2 separate regions of the Hordeum vulgare genome follow, and region 2 is linked to region 1. The links are chromatin contacts, called in public Hi-C maps. All regions are on one chromosome and are shown on one strand. The core of a region is the stretch at or near the end of the contact, and the rest is flanking DNA. Distances in the headings are between cores, read along the strand shown.

Region 1 (2,930 bases), core at 254-2,753:
ATCACCGGTAATATATGAACAAAGTCGACCTATGATCACATGAACACAAATATGAACGGAGTCTCATACCTTGATCTTCAACTTAGTAGTTCATATCGCATGACAAAATCGTTCCACAAAAGTGATAATACACTTCCTAAAACAAAAGAAAACACATACTTAGAAACTACTCAAACAAAATAAAAACATCATGCATGCAAACACGTACAACAGAAATGGACAACTCTTACCTTGATCTATCTTTTCATCAATTACGACGTCTTCAAAATATAATTTTAAACCGTCCTAAATCGCCACTTAAATCGTCATATGGAGTAGGTCTTGAGAGAAAGAGAAGAGAGTGAGAAAGAGAAGCAGTGTGGGCTCAAGCAAGGAAGAGAAACGAGTGACAGAGGAAGCAACGGCGCGACAAGAGAGTGAGAGTGGAGACAGCGACGCAGCTCCTTTATACACATAATTTTGGCACTGTTTCGTCGGTGGAGAGCAGGAAATTTTTTCATTGTTTCGTCGATGGAGACAGCGTGGGAATCAGCGCCGTCAGGTGGGAATCAGTGCCGTCATCCACACCGCCGGCCGCCAGCTGCCGAGGCGGCAAGGCCCGCATGGCCGCCTCCTTTCGTGGCGGCATGTCCCACCACTCTCTCACCGTTCCGTCGCAGCTACGCTGAAACGGAAATGCGCGCCGGCCGCCTCGCGCCGTGGCGGCAGGCCCCAGCCACCTCGCCTGGTGGCGGAAGGCGACACTCATCGCGTGGCGCGCTTGCCGTCATGGTGGGTGGGGGTCTTTTCTGCCGCTTTCGTGTACAGGTGGTTCTTTCCGACAAATAGACTCGGTTAGGGTGTTTTTTAACAAAAATTCACTGTGTACTAGTAGTACTGCATCTCCTGCAAACCTTTGTACCGCAAGTCTGCCTGAATCCATTGATTTGTCGCAACGGAGCTCATATATATATCGGTTTCTCCCGGCAAGTCTGCAGTTTGAAATAAGCATCAGTTGCACTGTCACTGCGGGTGCACTGATGTCTGGTAAAACCGTCTCAGTCCAGAAATTATACTCTGTGCGGCTGGAAAGCCCGTAGACGGTAGACGTGACCTGATCACGTGACGAAGTGATCGTGGAGAGAGTGCAACCAAGCTTATAGAGCAAGAGAGAAGAAAGACAAACCCACAAAGCGATCCAATTAAGGAAGATAAGGACTAAAGATATGCGTGAGAGGGAGGAGAGGCAAAGGCAGGTGACGGCAGGAAGTCGACTTGGAACGCGGTCTTGGCCGACGATAGCTGCCACTTGCCGTGTCATGTGGAGATGCTTTGGTTAGAAACTCGTCCACATCTTGGGAGGCTAACCAAGGACCGGCATGCAGATAGCACAGGCGCAACAGAAAACGACCACGGATCGTCGACGACGGGTGACGGGCGGTCTCGCAAGTCTGCGGGAGCTGTGAACTCGGAAGACAAGTGGGCCAACAAATGGCGACGGCACGCCACCTTTTTCCGCTTTCCTTTACCCGTGCAGTGCTAGTGGCACGCAGCAGTCAACACGGCCGATGCCTACGTCCGGCCCCACAGCTGGGAGGACAAACTAGTCGCTAGCATGATACAATCACGGACTACGTTAGAGCAACTCTAACCGGACCATCCATCCGTGTATGTCCATTTCGATCGAACGCGAACGTAAAATGCGACCCAGAGCGGCGTTTCAAACGCCCGTTCATTTTCTATCCGTCCATGATACATTTTAGATTTAAATTCAAATTACATTTACGACTTTCAGACCTGAAACAGACACGCGTCCCGTCCGCATGCTCCTACCTCTCGCCTGTTCGTCGACGGCACGGTCTTGCCTTTTCTATCCCCTTCCTCCTTTCAGAGACTGCAAATGCATAAACCCTAAGTGAACGTTTATTTTTTTCCGTCCACCTCGCTCTTCAGCCTCCTCCCTCCTCCACCCAGCAGCAGATCCACTAGCGGGGTGCCTCCTTCTTTTTGGTACGGATGATCGAGTGGTAGATCTGCAACGGTGGTTGTGAGATTTGCCGCATCCTACCGGCGGGATTTGGGGAATCCAGTCGCCGGTGAGCTGCGCTTGCCATGATTTGCCCGGGTTCCGGTCCACCCAGCGTGGGCAATGCCTTGGTGTCACATGCAATTGTTCAATCCGCCTCTAGCCGCTCGGACCTGTATTATCGTCGGTCCGCCGGCAAAGCCACGACCGGTCACCGCCCTGGCTCGGCATTGGCCTAAAGGCTTGCCGGTTCACCATTGTCATTCATAAAATGCGACGACGCCCGCTGTATTAAAATGCCTTTGATGAAATAAAAATAACGTGCAAATCCAACCCAAAAAATGTGTGATTAAAAATGGCTGTCGAACGGCCGCGAGGACGAGATTTGGGTTTGCCCATTGGACGAACTATGGATCCATTTGCAAAAAGAGATGAATACGCCAACTCATACGGATAAAAGGAGAACAAAGTGTGCGTCCTTTTGTGTCGTACGGTTGGAGTTGCTCTTACACATACAAGTAGGGTTAGATGTTTGGAAGGATATGCACATATGTATTAAAGCATCTATAGTCGGGCGTCCCAAACCGGTCACAAAATTCAGGCGGCCCATCCAGTCACGAAGATCTTGACCCAGCCGGATGCCTCAAACAGGCCTCAAATGTTCGGGCTGATCAACATCCGTCATATCCAGTACAAATATGAAAAGAATATGAGGGCGGCCGCGGCGTGTCCGTCACGTCGGCTTGGCCTAGCCTGCCCACCTTAATCCCACAAATATCTCCATCCTGCAAACCCTAGGCATCGGTCAATACATACTCCACTCCACTCCCGTCTCCGTCCACTCCGACCAGCTCCACTTCCGATCCCTTCCCCTCTGATCCGATAGCCGGCGAAGGACACAACAATGGCTCCAACGAAGAGTACG
Region 2 (2,748 bases), core at 137-2,636, 480 kb after region 1:
ATACTAATTCAGACACCGATTAAATCAAGAATAGCCCCATTGGTCAAGTTGGTTTTCAAAGACTATATTCACACCTAGACTAGGCTAGAACGACACTGAATTCTGATGGCTAGGGACGATTAACACTAGCAGCTGAGCGACACTGATTTCTGAATCACAGTCTCATTCTTCAGTTGGTCCAGAGGACTCCCATGGCCGGCGTCCAGTTGCCGTATCCAGATTGCATCGGTCCTGCCACCCCGCAGTGCAGGCGACCAGTTGCCGTATCCAGACTCCCATGGCCGGCGTCCAGTTGCCGTATCCAGACTCCCATGGCCGGAGTCTGCGGCGGCTGCTGCTGCTTCTGCTGGATAGGCGCCGGCAGCAGCGGAAACGAGCCACCGCAAGGGCCTGTGCGAGGCGGCTGCTGCTGGATCGGCGGCGGCGCCAGTGCAGGTGAGCCGCCGCACGGGCTTCTGCGAGGCTGCTGCTTCTGCTGGATCGGCGCCGGCGGCGCCAGCGATCCGGTGATGGTCATCTTCACCCCTCGCCGCATGATCTCAGCAAGCAGCCGCGCCGTGTTGAGCGCATCGTCCAGCCCGCAGTGCAGGCGACCCTCCCAGTCCAGCCCCGCCGCCCGGACCGCCTCCTCCAGGTTCACCCGCCCTCCGCCGCCGAGCGCCGCCTGGAAGGGGACCCTCAGGTTGATCCAGCGATCAAAGTAGGAGGGCTTCTCGATGCCCTTGAAGCGGCACTCGAACTCGAGCATGGTCCGGCAATCCCAGTCACCCCAGGTCACGACGGCCAATTGGACCCTCCTGCTGCTCCCTGCCCCCGCCGTCGCCGCCTTCAGCCAAGCGTCGTGCAGCCAGAGTGCCTCGCCGAGATCCACGCCGCCGTCGACATCCTCCTGCCGGATGCCGGTGAGTTTCCTGCAAAACTGGGTCAGTACAGGGTGGTGTTTAGGACGAACGTACCTGCGAAACGAGGACTCGATGCGGCCGCTGGCGCCGTCGACGAGCACGGCGGGGAACTCAATGATTTCCTGCGGGTAGATCCGCGCGTCTTTCACGCACGTCGCCTCAAAGTCGACCACCACGAAGAAATCGAAATCTTGCTCCAGACCCTGCCCGCGCGCCGCCATGATCGCTGCCATGTTCGCCGGAGTGCGCGCGAACTACAGATCGAGAGTCGAGATCGGGGAAATTTGGGATCGAAAACTAGGGCAGCAGAGATCGGGGAATTTGGGATCGAAAACTAGGGCACAACTGGATGCCGTAGTTCGATCCAGCCGGTATTTCTAATCTAATCCGATGCTTTCCGGAAAACAGTTGGCGCGTTTTTCTTTTTGACATGGTCTTTTTTGGGAGATTTTTTTTGACGTGGTTGACGCTATTTGTAATCTACTCCATCAGTTCTAAATTATAAATCATTCTAAATGTTCAAATAAACTACATATGAAACAAAGTGTGTGAATATATATAATCCTTATTAAAAATCTCTTATCAGGCTTATATTCGAAAGCGAAGTTTGTGATATAAAAAAAAACTATAATGGACAGGAAAGAAAACCGATGATTATAACAGAAGGCTCGTTTGAATCTGTCATCACATTTTTAGTGGTACATTTATTTTCACTATACCCATAAGTGTGGGATGAGGTCGACTACTGGTCGCCCGTCCCGAGGTGGCTTGTTGTGGGAGCCATCCCGGTAGCCAGTTGTGTCTCGCTGACCATGCATCGTCGATCTATGCATCCACAGTTGCTTATGTGAGGCTTGATACGTCTCAAACGTATCTATAATTTTTAATGGTCTCACGCTGTTATCTTGTCAACTTTGGATGTTTTGTTTACCTTTTATATCTTTTTTGTGACTAACTTATTAACTCAGTGTCAAGTGTCAGTTCCTGTTTTTTCTATGTTTTTGACTCTTTTCAGATCTGATTTTGGAATGGAGTCCAAACGGAATAAAGTCCCCGAAATGAATTTTTCCAGAACGGAAGAAGATCGGGAGGCTTGACGGCCAAGCAAGTGGGCCCAGAGGGGGCCCACAAGCCCTGTTGCCGCGGCCAGGGGGAGGCCGCGGCAAACAAGCTTGTGGCCTACCACGCGCTCCCCTGCCCTAGGTCTTTGGCCTATAAATTCCCTAAAAACCCAGAAAAATTAAGGGCGTCCACGAAAATACTTTTCCGCCGCCGCAACCTTCCGTTTCCGCGAGATCTCATCTGGAGACCCTTCCCGGTGCCCTGCCGGAGGGACTTTGGAGTTGGAGGGCTTCTTCATCAACATCATCGCCCTCCAATAACTCGTGAGTAGTTCACTTCAGACCTACGGGTCCGTAGTTAGTAGCTAGATGGCTTGTTCTCTATCTTGGATCTTCAATACAAAGTTCTCCATGATCTTCATGGAGATCTATCCGATGTAATCCTCTTTGGCGGTGTGTTTGTCGAGATCCGATGAATTGTGGATTTGTGATCAGATTATCTATGATATATATTTGAGTCTTTGCTGATTTCTTATTTGCATGATTTGATATCCTTGTAAGTCTCTCCGAGTCTTGGGTTTTGTTTAGCCAACTAGATCTATGATTCTGCAATGGGAGAAGTGCTTGGTTTTGGGTTCTTACCGTGTGGTGACCTTTCCCAGTGACAATAGGGACAGCAAGGCACACATCGTGTAGTTGCCATCAAGGGTAACAAGATGGGCTTTGTCGTAGATATGAGATTGTCCATCTACATCATGTCATCTTGCTTAAGGCGTTACTCTGTT

The links. Hi-C and Micro-C count contacts between places; a contact is called where the count stands out from the background.
Region 2: a Hi-C map of leaf shows a contact between it and region 1, with 5 times the contacts expected there. The contact joins the promoter of LOC123443353 here to the enhancer-like site in region 1. A contact is called at or near these places in 3 of 6 Hi-C or Micro-C datasets (leaf and seedling).

Annotation. Positions count from the first base shown.
Region 1 is chr3H:158,663,103-158,666,032 of MorexV3_pseudomolecules_assembly, forward strand. No RefSeq gene overlaps it. Among protein-coding and RNA genes, the nearest start is that of LOC123443352, 410 kb to the left of the region's middle. Within about 2 kb of position 1,504, at least 3 of the 3 cell types and tissues checked have open chromatin away from gene starts, as enhancers often do. A contact at or near this core is called in leaf and seedling, where this site is marked.
Region 2 is chr3H:159,142,966-159,145,713 of MorexV3_pseudomolecules_assembly, forward strand. It overlaps LOC123443353 (ERI1 exoribonuclease 2-like), which reads right to left and starts at 1,387. Exons shown (of 1, transcript XM_045119692.1): 1 at 1-1,387. The coding sequence starts at 1,135. The coding sequence ends at 170.